Linked DNA regions of Sus scrofa: region 2 is linked to region 1. The links are chromatin contacts, called in public HiChIP or PLAC-seq maps. All regions are on one chromosome and are shown on one strand. Each heading gives the region's core, a stretch centred on a gene start, on an enhancer-like site or on the middle of the called end of the contact. The rest is flanking DNA. Distances are from core to core; before and after follow the strand shown. Region 1 has its middle 510 kb from the start of QKI. Region 2 overlaps QKI (QKI, KH domain containing RNA binding).

Region 1 (7,318 bases), core at 3,305-5,804:
TTAAAGAGGCAGAGTGTGAACCTCATCCTACACTCCAAAGCCCAGCATGTAGGTGTGTCAGCCCTTTGACCCTTCCCTGCTTTTCAGAGACCTAAACATGGCTCACTTCAAGGTCCCTTTGGTGCCGTTCACTGATTAGCCCAGATGGGTCTTCTGTTGTTTATCCCCCATCATCTGCTCTTCCAGGCTTTGTCCCAGAACCATCCTGTTAGAATAAATGGTTGGTTTCCCCAACCTGCTCAGAGCTGGGGTGTGGATAATTTGTGTGTGTGTGTGTCTTTTTAGAGCCACATCCAGAGCATATGGAAGTTCTCAGGCTAGGGGTCGAATCAGAGCTATAGCTGCCTGCCTATGCCACAGCCACAGCAACAGCAACGTAGGATCCAAGCCATGTCTGCGACCTCCTCCACGGCTCATAGCAATACTGGATCCATGACCCACTGAGTGAGGCCAGGGATCGAACCTGTGTCCTCATGGATACACGTCGGTCATTACTGCTGAGCCATGATGGGAACTCTTGGGGTGTGGATAATGAAGTGTCATTGGTGGTCTCCTCTGGGACACATTTGAGGAGAGTCCGTATTTTGGATAACCTGATCAGCAATAAATTACATACGACTTTCTTACAGTCGTGTTTCAGGATGTTTACAAGTTGCACCAAACACTCCCCTTAGATGCTAGTGAGTCATTTTGTTGTCACCAGCGACAAGAGGATGGAAGAAATGATGATAAAAGTTCTCCCTGCCCAGACTTTCTTTGCCCTGACAAATTTTTAAAATATTGTAGCTGGCAATATTCCTAAGTGGCAATAATTTGTTTTTGAAAATTGAAAATTTAGAAAAAGGATTATTTCTTTTTGAAACTGTAGTAATAAGATGCAAGTTACCAGTGACGGCTGACATGGCTTAGTCTTGCCTTCCTTCACCCTCGCACCTGCCCTCAGAGGTCAGTTCCCCCCTTACCTGTGGGGCTTCCTTTCCAAGGCCCCAGTGGACACCTGGAACTGTGAGTAGCACCAGCCTGCATGCATAGCATGTTTTCTCCCTAGAGACACACCTGAGATAAAGTTAAATTTATGAATCAGGCAAAGTGAGAGATTAACAACGGAAACTAATAATGAAATATAACACTTGTAACAATATACTGTATTAAAATTTCTATAAATGTAGTCTTTCTCTCGCTCTCAGACTATCTTACAGCACAACTTTAATGCCTTTTCCATCTTTATCAAGCACTTATCATGCTCTGTGGTCATAACTTTTAGTTTGAGGTCCAACAGCAAATATAGCTGGAATTTCTTTTTCCTTCCTCACGATATTATGGACAGAAGATTCAGTCTTACCTTCGATCTTAGCAGCCTCAGCATTGGATTCTTTTCCTTTCCTTATGAAGTTGAGTACTTTTCACTTAAAGGAAGCACTTTCCGGCTTCTCTTTGGTGGATCCGAATTTCCAGCATCACTCCTCTGGCACTTTGGGGCCATAATTAAGAAAAATATGGGTCACTTGCACACAAGCTCTGTGATCCCTCAGTGGTCTATCTGATAACTGAGGGCTACTAAGTGACTCACAGGCAGGACGTGGTAGACAAAGGGATGAATCAGGTCCTGGGCAAGGCAGAGCTGGCAGGATAGGACTTCATCAAGCAACTCAGAAAAGCACACAGTTTGAAACTTCTGACTTGTTCATTTTTGGAATTTTTTATTTAATATTTTAAACCCCAGTTGACCACTGTCAACCGAAACCCATAGATCTGCAGATAAGCAGGGGTGGGGGATGGTGACTGTATTTTCACTGTCCGCATGTTGGCAATGAAGAACTGAGGCTTAGGAGATACATCAGTTACCGGTTGCTGTATAACAGACAGACCTCTCCACAATGTGGCTTCACGTGAGGGCTGTTGATTGAGCCCATGAGCCTGTGGCCCACTTGGGTGGCTGTGGGGGAGGCTGTGCTCTGTATTCTGGCCAGAATGACCTCCTGCACCTGTCCATGGAGGATGGGTGACAAGGTGACTGGGCTTGTTGCAACTTCCAGCAGGATGGCAGCAAGAGAGGGCCCTGCCTAGTGAACAGGAGTTTCTAAGGTCTCAGCTGTGTCACTTCTGTTGTTATCTTATTGGCCAACTTCATCCCATGGACAAGCCCAGACTCAGTGAGAGGGGGCACTCTCTAGGGAGCTGGTAAGAGGGCGGCCTGGACCCATGAGGGGGCCGAGACTGCGATGGCCTGCCACAGAGAGGTTAGGTAACTTGACTGAAGTAACACAGCTCATGTGAGGAGGACCTGGGATTTGAACCTCAGAAACAACATGCAAGGACTGAGGGCTGTGGACCTAAGTTGTAGGGAGGCAGAGCATAGACTTGGTGGTTCAACTTCTCTCAATCCCTCTTCTCTCTCTTGGAAGTGGAGGTGAAAAGCTAGCCTTCAGGGATAAAGCAAATCCTCGGGGGAAATATCCAGAGTGCTTGGGAGCCTTGTTGTACCATAGCTCATCTTGGCCAAATCAGCTTCCAGAAGCCCCGTATCACCTGTTGGCTTGATTATTCAGGTGAGATCCTCCAGTTCAAGTTTATAGTGAATTTTCCTTTCTGTGTCAACTCCTAGCTCTGCCTCCGAAGATGGGATTGGGCAGCCCAAGTGGAAGTCAAGTTTCTGAGTGCTCTGCCCTTCACCCAAAAGTTGCCCGCACGCCTCCAGATGGCACTTTCAGCTAACAGCCTTGCCGGATTGATTTTGATGTGGAAAATAGGCTCCCTTACAGATGGGCTTTGCAATCTTGCAGTCACCGCCCTGACACCTCTGCCCTTGAAGGGCCGTGTGTGAACCCACATGCTGTGCACTTGGCTTCTTTCTAGAGGAAGAGGCTGGCGTCTGATAGGTCACCTTAATGACACCATTTCCTTTTCCCCGACACGTTTCCAAAATCTAATTATAGTGCCTGTGACACCCTGGGACCAGCCAGAGCCAGAGATTAATACAAAGTCAGAGCAGGACAGCGAGCTCCCTGGGGTTGTTTAGGGCTCCGCATGCATGGTCCTCCAGGAATGGACACTGACACGCCGATCCAGTCACCACCACTCTAGCACATGGGGTGGGCCGTCTCCCCACCTGATTTTCTCCAGGAGGGGCACCGCTCCTGTCTGCTCCAGTGGGTCCTGCAATCTTCCATCTGCAATTGGACATTTTAGCCTGAAGTTCAACTTTTATTTGGGAGGTTCCCCCCCCCTTTGATAATGTCCTGCCTAGTTCTCTGTCTCACTCCTGGAAGAAGGTGCTGGAGCCTGCTATGCATCCTCAGCCTCTGAGGACAGGTTTGGCTGCTCTCCTGGGTGTATCGTCTCTGCCTGGAGAAGAGATGCTGTGTGTGAGCATCTGGGCTTGGGTAGGGCACTGGTTTTGCTCTCCTCCCCAGTCTTATCTGGCCTGAGACTCCACACTGGGCCTCCCCGGATAGTGGCACTCACAGGGCGCTGGCCTGGTGTGGGTCTGAGGCTGGTGGGTGGAGAGGGCCCTGGCAGTGGTGGCAGAGCTGTTTCCCTCAGATCTGGAGGCCTCATCATACTTAGAAGAGTTCTGAAGACCTGCCTCTAACACGTAAAAATTCCTCACTAAGATTTTAACGGGAAAGAGCCACTGTGGTGGCTCAGTGTTAATGGCCCTGACTAGTATCCATGAAGACTTGGGTTCAATCCCTGGCCTTGCTCAGTGGGTTGAGGATCTGGTGTTGCTGTGAGCTGTGGTGTAGGTCGCAGATGTGGTTCAGATGCCACATTGCTGTGGCTGTGGGGTAGGCCAGCAGATGTAGCTCTGATTCTACCCCAAGCCTGGAAACTTCCATATGCAGTAGTTGTGGCCGTAAAAAAAAGGAAGCAAGAAAGAAGTCATGGGGAATTATTTTTTGTTCCAGAGCCGCACATGCAGCATATGGAAGTTGCCAGGCTAAGGGTCCAATCAGAACTGCAGCTGCTGGTCACTTCTATAGTCTCACCTGCCACCTAGAGCGCAGGTTGTGGCCAGATCCTCAGCCCACTGAGTGAGACCGGGGATTGAACCTGCATCCCCATGGATACTGGTGGGTTTTGTTTCCCCGCTGAGCCACAAGGGAAAGATTTCAACGGGAAATCTAAGATTTCAACAGGTCAGAGATCATCCAGCTATCTTTGCTTTATCACCAGGGAGGGGGCTTAGGTTTACAGGGAAAATGTGAGGAGGGGGGCTGTGAAAGTCAGGAAGGAGGGAGGGCAAACACAGCTAAAAACCAAGGCTCAAGTCGCACGCAAGCGTGCAGAAGCTCTTGGAACGTGGCCTCAGCACTGCAAGCAGACGGCAAGCACCAGGAGTCCTTTTGTTGGTAAGGGGAATGGACCAGGGTTCCCAGACTCCGGGAGCAGAGCAGATGATATAAGTTCCAAGAAACATCAGGAAGTTCCTGCAAAGCCATGATGCCCAGGCCTAGCTGGTCGCTTGCGCGTTTCTTCCCCAGCTGACACTCAGCGTTCAGGGCTGCATGTCGACACTCTCTGGCCTCCAAGGTCACTTCCTCCGTGGAGCCTGACGTGTGAGCTGTGCAGGGAGGCCAAGGTCAGGGCAGATGGAAACCTGATCCAGGGTTTTCAGAGCTGCCAGAGCATGGGAGGGGGGGTGCTGGGGGAGCACAGTGGGTAACAGCTTAAGGTGCCCTGTGCACGGGGCCCATGGCACAGGGCCTGGGGCTGGGAGTCCCGCAGCTTCCAGAAGCCCTGCTCAGCCCTGGGATGCTCTTTTGGGAGGTCGGCCACAGGAGCCCAGGGTCTCCCCTTCGGCAGGGGTGTCTTCCACAGGGCAGGGGATCAGGGCCTCTGTCACAGGAAGGATTGCAGCCCCATCTCCCCTCTGGGACCTGACAACAAAGGACAGCAGCAGAAACACAAATCCCTGGACAGAGCTGTGTGGCCTGGGGACTCGCGATTCGGGTAGAGGAGAGACTCCTGTCCAGGGGCTCCTTTGCCAGCAGGGCCGTTTCCCATGGAGCCCCCCTGCTCCCCAACCAGCCCCAAGCCCAGTTTTATGGGGAGACTGGCAGGTGAGAAAAGCTGACAGGTCTTGGCTCTCCCCTTGTTTTGCTGTCTCAAGTTCAGAGCCAACATTACAACTTACTGTATAGAACATGAGCTTCCTCAAGAATTAATCCACCAGGGTTCTGCGTGATTGCAGCCAACTGTGTGAATCAACCAAATAGTGACAGGAAAAGAGTCATCAGGGCTCCTCTTGCTGGGTCTGAGATGCGGGGTGGCGGCGTCGTGATGGCGGAACACTTATTCCTGGTGACAGTGTCAGAACCAGAGAGAAAACAGCTTGATTTCCAGGTTCTAGGTTGAGCCCGCCAGGCTGGCAAAAAGTCTATTGCTCTGCCAACGAAGCAAATTCGATTCCTAAGTTGCGAGAGAGAAAAAATTCTGGCCCTTTTATGTCCCTTTTAATATAACGGCACTTTAATAACTGGCATCTCTTTATATCATTCCAGAATTTTAAGACTTCACTTGGTGTGGGGCCACTAAGCCACACTCAAGAAGCTTCTTAAAAAAAATCTTTAAAAATAACACAGAGTTCCTATGTGCCTGCATGTGTGTGTGTATATATGTATGTGTGTGCACATGCGTGTGTGTGTGTGCGTGTGTTATTCCTGTTTGTGCATGTGTGTGTGTATTATGCATGAGTGTGTATTATGTGTGTGTGTGTTCACTACTTTGGATTGTATGACTTTCAAACCGGCTGTTGCAGAGGGGGGAGGGTTTGTGTTTTCTAAAAACTACAGCAGCCATGAGTGGTTAATGTTTTTCTAGACCCAAATCGAGGCTCCCCCGCAGAAGTCTCAGAATGAATCAGATCATTTTTTACGACTGACCTAAAGGCTTCCAAATTATTTTCTACCGAAAGGGCATCCAAGATTGTAAAGTAGCACCTGTAACCCCTGAAGGACCCAGCACACAGATTGGAAGGGCAGGGGCTCTCCAAGAGGAGAGGAAGCAAACTTCCTTTGAATCACGGGCTGCGGGGAGGGGGGTGGCTAGGTGACATCTCTGGATGGCTTCCCTGAGACGTACAGCTGATTAGATATTAAGGTCAGGTGCTAAGAAATCAAGGTCATGCCACACTGCATTTTTCTCAAACAGCTGGGCCCAGATAAGTTAAGCAGTGGGGGATAGCGCCAAACAGATAAGGTGGCAATTTTTAACAATCTTAAAATATTGTTCCAGCAAGGAAGTGCCTGATAAGATCGAAGTCTTCGGAATTATTTAACAGGTGCTCGGGCTCCTTTTGTCCTCTGAGCCCCCGAATCTTTCCCTCCCCTCTGTTCACCACACTCTCCCACACACACACACACACACACACACACACACACGCACACACGCAGGTCCTCTGCTGTTTTCCCAGATATGCTGTTATACAGATAGGCTTCTGAATATGAATGCAGGAAGCACTCTTTTTTTTTTTTCCATCCTCAGACCGGGTTGATTTATGGCCTGGATTACTGGAAACAGTAATTCTTTGCTCTTTATGATGTTTTGGAGGAAGGTGCAGTAGCCTGCAGTCAGAACAGCATGATTTCAACTAGGTTTTTACAAAAAGGTCTCTGCAGCGAGGGTGGCTGTGAATTGGACAGCTTCTGTAACGGAGCAGTTAATAAGACACCAGCACATTAATCATGTGACAGCTATTGGGTTGAGCAGGGAAAGGCACTGGCTTTTGAAAACAGCAATTTAGGTTACTGCTGTGTTGAAAGAGGTTGGCGGAATACACCATTTTTAACCCCTAGTTAACAGTTGCATTGTGTTGGTCACTTTCACAGACGTCTTTTCATGTCTCTCAGATGTTCAATAAACCTGAGCGAAGTCATTGATCCCTTCTCTTATCTTCTATCCCGATGTCACTTTTCAAAGCCAGACACACATTGAAGGATAAGCCAGCTATCAAGCAGTTCTGGAAAAACTGCCAAGTTATTCTGAAATTACTTGGACAATGCATAAGCTCATCTACTTTATCATCCAGAACTGGCAACGCCACTAGTTTTGCAACAGGGGGGGCACCAAATCCAAAGCCACCATTTGCTAGTGAACTGGTGACTCCCTTTTTATTTTATTTTATTTTATTTCATTTTATTTTGTTTTGTTTTGTTTTATTTTATTTTATTTTTTGCTGCAAATACGGAAGTTCCCAGGCAACGGATTGAATCCAAGCCACAGCTGCAACCTACGCTGTAGCTGTGGCAATGCCGGATCTTTTAAGCCCCTGTGCCGGTCTAGGGGGCTGGTGATCGAACCTGCACCTCCACGGCGA
Region 2 (7,318 bases), core at 3,286-5,785, 410 kb before region 1:
ATTAGAAGATGCTTAGATAAACAGTGTTGCAAAATAATGTGTTTTACATATAAATAATTTTTCATTGGTCATACATACTTAGTTTTATTTCCAGTAGTGGCTTAACTGAGGGGAGCTACAGACTTAGGAAGTCTCCAGGTTTCCTGGATATATTTTTCAAAATGATTACAAACAATTGGAATATGTTAAGGAAGAGAGTGTTTTATACTTTATTGGAAGGCCTTCATTATTGTTGGTTTTAAAGATGTTTCATTTATGAGCAAGGAATATAGTTTAGGTATTGTTGATTGTAAGGTTAAATTTCATGTAGGTAAATTGTTTGCAAAGTATGAGCTGCAGACAGAGTTTCATTCATAGTGTAATAGTTTCTGTTAACTGCTGAAAATAAAATCACTTGTTCTTGTAGCATGGAACAATTAGAAAACACTATTTTTCAAAGAAAATCCAGTTAAATCAATTTATGAGTTCATTTTTCCCCATGGAATATCAGTTTTGTATTTTGGCAAGAAGAGCCAACGAGGTAAACCTAGGAAGGTCACAACAATTCCGCCATTTCCAACTTGGCCAGATGCAGTAGGTGTTTATACAGGATTGCATTTGTCATGGTTGTGTGAATTTATTTATTTAATGTTATTTTTTAAGGTAACGTGGAAGTACTTACCAGACTTTGTGTTCACTGGGAGGATCTGTTGGTACATGTTCTGCTCTGTAGATGAACGTAGCTGGACTAGCGTTGTTACATGGAGTTGGTGTTTACAGACCATGGTGTTTTCTCTCCCACTCCCCACCGGCTTGTGATTTCACTGAATAAACACCTGAGTGTGAAGCGTTGGGAAGGAATCCTAATCTTAGGTACAATCCTAACCCATAGTAGAAATAAAGACATGAGATGCATAGATATATGAAGCTTCCTTATCAAAATGTGTCGTTAGTAAGAATCAGGTGACCAGGAGTACGAGAGAAATTCAGGATGAAAGAGCTCTGGAGACAGCTTGACAAATAGGGGGCCTCAGAAATAATGTCAGATTTCATGTGAATCTGAGAAGAGAACAGGTTCAGGGAAGATGCTTCCAGCATGGTTCAGTGGAGGAGGGAGAGTCAGATTTGTCTTCAGTTTTGTATCTTTTACTTAGATTTGTGGTCATTTTCAAAAAGATGTTTTCTCTAATTACAGTGATTACTGTTAACATTATTTAAGTTGAACTTTATTCTCAAACTTAACCACAGTAACTGTTAATGGTAAGCTTAATTCATAAGTATTACGGTCATTTCATATGGTTGTTAGAAAGTTTGTTTCAGACCTGAGAAAATGTTTTCCGTTGCATTATATTTCACTTAGATGGTGAATAGCAGCTGTTACATGTGCTGCGTAATTAAGAAGTAGAGCCAAGTAATATTCTGAAAGAATGGACTTGAATTTCCTGTCCAAGCAAATCTGATTGTCTCTAATCAGTAGTGGAGAAGTACTTACTGTTCCTTGGTCACTGAAAATATTTCCTTAGTCACCGAGAAAATATATATGTATATGTGTATATATGTTTAATTGGAGTATAGTTGATTTACAGAATTGTTTCAGGTGTACAGCAGTGTGATTCAGGTATATATCTGTATATATATTCATATATAATTTTTTTCAAATTCTTTTCCATTATAGGTTATAACAAGATATTTAATATAGTTCTTTGTGCTGTGCAGTCAGTCCTTGTTGTTTATCTATTTCATATATAGTAGTGTGTACCCATTAATCCCAAACTCCTAATTTATCTCTCCCTAACCCTTTCTCCTTTGGTAACCATAAGTTTGTTTTCTATGTGAGTCTTTCCATTTTTTAAAATAGGTTTGTTTTATTTTTTATAGGTTCTACATTTAAATGTTATCGTATGATATTTGTCTTCCTAAGGCTTAGTATGATGATCACAAAGTCCATGTATGTTGCTCACATGGCAGTATTTCACTTTTTTGTGGTTGAGTAATAGGCTGTTTTACATATAGACCACATCTTTATCCATTCATCTGTTGACAGACACTTAAGTTGCCCATTGGGGTGCATATATCTTTTCAATTGCAGGATCATATGGTAACTTTATTTTTAGGTTTTTAAGAAACTTCTATACTGCTTTCCATTTTGGCTGCACCAGTTTACATTTCCATCCATAGTGTAGGCAGGTTCCCTTTTCTCTACACTTCTCCAGCATTGTTTGTAGTCTTTTTAAGATTATCTGTAATCTTTTTGAAGGTGGCCATTCTGACTGGTGTGAGGTGTGATGCTACATTGTAGTTTTGATTTGCATTTCTCTAATAATTAACAGTGTGGAGCATCTTTTCATGTTTTCTTTGGTTATCTGTATGTCTTTAAAGAAATATATTCTGCTCATCTTTTGATTGGATTGTTTTTAATGTTGAGCTGTATGTATGAGCTGTTTGTGTACTTTGGAATTTAAGTCCTTATTGGTCTTATCATTTGCAAATATTTTCTCATTCCATAGGTTGTCTTTTCGTTTTGTTTATGGTTTCCTTTGCTGTGCAAAAAAAGCTCATATGTTTGATTAGGTCCCATCTTTTAATTTTTGCTTTCATTCTGATGAAGCTGTTTGAAGAAATATTATCTGATTATACAGTTATATACATGTCAGTTGATAACAGGGAGAGGAATCCATGAATTTTACTTTAGTTCCATATCTCTGAAACTTAAACATACTTGAAATGATGTCTAATAAAAAACAAAAACATTGAGTCTCTGAACTTTTATTTTTCATTATAGCTGAGAGATTATCCTTTTCTTGACTGATATGGTTGAATTTTCAGGTAATTAGAATAATTAAAAATAATAAGATGGTTAACACTTGAGTATTAACTATTACAACATTGAATAATGTATAAAAAGTAAGAATTTGTAGAGATAAAAAGTCTTAAGTGTAACAGGCTAGGTTTTAGTTAGCAAAAATTCAGGAATTTTTACAGTTTTTTTGGAAATTATAAATGTTGGCTGTATAGCTATAATTTATGAAGGAAAGCATTCATATAATTACTTTTACCTATTAAAATCCCTATAGAGTGAAAGAAAAGAGAGAGACTGTACTAAAAATTACCTTCTTTTAGCTTGACCACCACCTGTTAGATGCAAGTGTTTGAAGTAGTTCTGTTAGTTGTGTTTATACTTACTTATATTCAGACTCCCTTGATCCCCGTTCAGGTCATGCTAACAACGTCACTGAGGAGTAATTTTAATGTTTTAAATTTATTAGCATCTTTGTATATGTCAGTCTTACTCTGGGTTGGTTATATTTCAGAAGTAGCCACAGGAAGTCAAATAATTCAGTATATATATAAGGGAAAAGGAAAATCGTATTACAAAATACACTGTTCATTAAGTATCACTTTTATGGTTATGTTTTGCTAATCAGTTTATACTGAAGGGTTGTTTGAAAGGTAACACTTTTTATAGTTATATCTTGTTAGCCAAATTTTAATAAAATATTAGAAGAAAAAATTTCTTTTTTATAGGTTTTGATTGATAGGTAATATAATATAGGAAAACCTGAAACCCTAGATTCACTTTATTTTTCCAGTTAAGTAAAATTATCCTTGCTTTTTGTCCATTGAGGAGTATGGATATGTGAAATATGTATTAACACTTTGGGAATATTAGAAAAAGAACTCTGCTCATAGTCCATTAACAGTTTGGACAGTTTAGTGTGATATTTTTGATCATCATCAGACATGTGTCACCCAGACTACTAGCCGTGAAGTACAGAGATTTGCTATTCATAGTGATTAGACCTACTACTACCTGTCTGTGCACTAGTACTATTTGTATAGTTTTTAAAAAATGCACATGTTTGGAGTTCCCATCATGGCTCCACAGAAACAAATCTGACCAGTATCCATGAGGACACAGGTTTGATCCCTGGCCTTGCTCAGTGGGTTAAGTATCCAGTGTTGCCATGAGCTGTGGTGTAGGTCACAGACATGGCTTGGATCTGGCATGGCTGTGTCTGTGGTGTAGGCTGGCAGCTGCAGTTCTGATTCGACCCCTAGCCTGGGAACCTCTATATGCCATTGGTGCGGCTCTAAAAGGACCAAAAAAAAAAAAAGCAAGCACATGTTTGCAAGGCATCCATGCTGTAATTTCTGGGGTATGTAGTGGATTCGTATCTCCTTTTTTGTTGTTGTTGTTGTTGTTGTTGTAATAAGAGGACTAATCTTTAAGATACTTAAATATGCCAAGTAATTTTAAATGTTACAGATATTTTAGATAAACACACAAAGACTGTTTGCCATGGATTTTATTTACTTTTAGCATTTTAATTCTAAAGCTTTTCAAGGTTGATAGTCACTGCCTCAGGTATTTGGGGGTGAGTACCTATATTTTTTAATCTAGAGGAATCATTGATTAATTCCTAGTTTGTTTATTTTTGTTACTAATACTTTTTAAATTTTGAGGCTTTGTAATTGAGGAACTATGACTTCCCTAATGGTTGGTTATGTTAACATAATATTAGGAAGTCCTGCAGTAGAATTAAGGGAAATCCCTATTAGCTGGAAAGCCATCTTTTAAGAAGACCTAGGAAACAAGTAGGAATAGTAGGAGTTACACAGTGAAAGTATTAGGTACTCTAAGCTAGTCACTGTCTTAAACATCCTTTCTTTCATTTAATCCTTGCAACCCTAACTAGAGATTATCATACTAAATAAAGTAAATCAGAAAGAGGACAGATACCATATGATATCACTTATATGTGGAATCTAAAATATGACACAAACGAACCCATCTACAAAACAGAAAACAGACTCACAGACCGAGAACAGACTTGTGGTTGCCAAGGGGAATGGGGGAAGTAGGGAAATGGGCTGGGAGTTTGGGCTTAATAAATAAGGTCCTACTGTATAGCACAGGAACCTATGGTCAATCTCCTGGGATAGAACGTGATGGGAAATAATTTTTTTTTAAAAAAGTAATCCTTGCAACCCTATAACCTTTACAAATGAGGAAATCAAATTTCATGAGATAATTTATTTTACCATGTAACCTAGATCAGTCAAGCTTAGTCTGTACTTTTTTAGACATTGAACTTTGGTGTCTGTCTTCCTCACTAGCCTGTAAGCTTTTCAAGCCTTGCATGTTTGTCCATTTACTGTCCTAGACCTTGTTTGCCAGCAGAGTATCTTCCAAGTAGTGGAAAAACTCAGTAAATATTTATGGAATAAATAAGTGAATATATGAGTGAGCTACTCAGGGTTATTAACTGCGGTAACTGAAATAGGGCTGGCATTCGAGTTTGTGTTCTTTCCTCACTGTTTTATGTACCCTCTCACTTTTGGAGAGTAAGGAAAATTTAACTCCAGATATTTCTGCAGTGCTTACTATATACAAAACATTTTGCCAGATATGTTAAGGAAATGGTTTCTAATATGTAAGGATGATAGTTGAGCATATACTGAGTGAAGAAAATGCATAATGATTTTTTCAAATGCCTACTATGAATTTAATAATGCCTTTTGGATGACTGTTGTGTTTATTATGGTAGCATGCATATAAGTAAAGTAGTAGTACGTTTATTTATGACACATCATTTTCGTTTATAGACTATATACACATAAGAAAGACAAATACATGGCTAAATATTCAGGAGACACCAATGAAAATATGATAAAGAAGTGCAAGTCCAGATCTGTGCAGGGCGGGAGAACAAAAAAAATATTAAGCTACTGGTTACGTGCCAAACTCTTACTCAGGCATTTTAAATTCAAAAACGAGTAATTCAGAAAAACGAAATGTCTTGCTTTCTAGAGGCTTATTATTATTGTGTATACCAGATGCAGTATGCTGTATTACAGAATTAAGTATTCTTACAAAGCCGTAAAATTCTATGAAAAGAAGCAAAGGGGGGAAATAGCGGGAATGGCTTCAGAAAATATTATGGAAGAGGTGGTATTTGAATTTTGTCTTCAATTTCATTAATTTTTTATCAGTTCTTTTTACTACTTTTAGTCTCTTTTGTGTAGAGCTCATGGAAATAATCATAGTTTATTCCTTTCCGGGAAACTGTAGTAGTCCTCCTTTATATAGTGTTTCAAATCCAGCCCTATGTGAAAGGTAGTGCATTCCTTTGATGAGCTGAGCTCTCCTCCAGTCTAGAACCCCAGAGATTACAGATAGACCTTAATTAAGCTTCTTTCTCTTCCTAAAAATTGTATTTTGAGGAGTTTCCATTGTGGCTCAGCGAAACCAACCCGAGTAGTATCCATGAGGATGTGGGTTCAATCCCTGGCCTCGCTCAGTGGGTTAAGTATCCGTGAGCTGTGGTGTAGGTTGCAGATGCAGTTTGGATCTGGCATTGCTGAGGCTGTGGTGTAGTCCTGCAGCTCTAGCTCCAATTCAACCCCTAGCCTGGGAACCCCATATGGATGTGGGCCTAATATATATATATATACACACACACAACACACACACACATACATACATACATACATGTATATGTATATATACATATACATATATGTATATGTATGTATGTATATATGTATATGCATATATGTGTGTAAATATGTATATATATAATGTTTTATATATTTTACTGTCTAGGTTAATTAAAAAGTAGATTATCTTAAGCTAGTACTAATTCTTTATCCCCAAAGGACATTCTCAGTTTTTTCTGGGAAAAATTGTAACACCTAGTTAATCCTTTCTCTATGTTCCTACTTACTTCATCTTCTGTAATCCTCTGTTACTCTTAGATTTCAGATAGCCTTTTCAAATCATGGTAACATTAGTTATGAGATGCTAGCTACTCTCTTCTGTGCTATACAGACATAATATTATTTTACAAATGAGACCGAGGTTCAGATATTTTGCCTGAGGAAGTGACTAGTAAGTACAGTATCATAAATTGCTTAGAATATCTTCAAATGAATATTAAAAATTGTATTTTAAAGTAATACTCTAGGACAGATAATTGTTTTCTTTTGGGTGTCTGCAGCATTACTTTCTGAATAAATTCCCTCAGGAAAAAGTAGCTTTATAACAGTGAATCATGTGCTCCTGCTCTGTTGCTGTTTCCTTGAAACTCACACATGCAGACCTGGTAATGACCTTTGCCTGAGGCAGCAAGTTACCCTGTAGTTAGGTTTGTCAGAATACTCATCTTGTTTCTTGTTTGCGGTTGTGAATGAAATAATTGTAATCTTTTTTTTTTTAATATTAACCTTTCTTGTTTTCTTAGTATACTTTTAGTTGTAAAGTCTTTTTAAGGCAGAAGTGTATAATCTGAAGTCGGTTTAGCTGAATGACATTAAGTTTCTGCCCATTGGTTTATCC

Evidence for each region. HiChIP or PLAC-seq counts read pairs in DNA pulled down with a chosen protein or histone mark.
Region 2: a contact with region 1 is called in an H3K27ac HiChIP or PLAC-seq map of alveolar macrophages. The contact joins two enhancer-like sites. A contact is called at or near these places in 1 of 47 Hi-C or Micro-C datasets (psoas muscle) and 2 of 2 datasets of contacts at active chromatin or transcription factors (alveolar macrophages and skeletal muscle).

What each region holds. Positions count from the first base shown.
Region 1 is chr1:4,371,732-4,379,049 of Sscrofa11.1, reverse strand. No RefSeq gene overlaps it. Among named protein-coding and RNA genes, the nearest start is that of QKI, 510 kb to the left of the region's middle. Within about 2 kb of position 4,554, at least 22 of the 83 cell types and tissues checked have an H3K27ac peak or open chromatin away from gene starts, as enhancers often do. A contact at or near this core is called in alveolar macrophages, where this site is marked.
Region 2 is chr1:4,785,833-4,793,150 of Sscrofa11.1, reverse strand. All of the region lies in intron 3 of QKI (QKI, KH domain containing RNA binding), which reads left to right. Among named protein-coding and RNA genes, the nearest start is that of QKI, 94 kb to the left of the region's middle. Within about 2 kb of position 4,535, at least 2 of the 83 cell types and tissues checked have an H3K27ac peak or open chromatin away from gene starts, as enhancers often do. A contact at or near this core is called in alveolar macrophages, where this site is marked.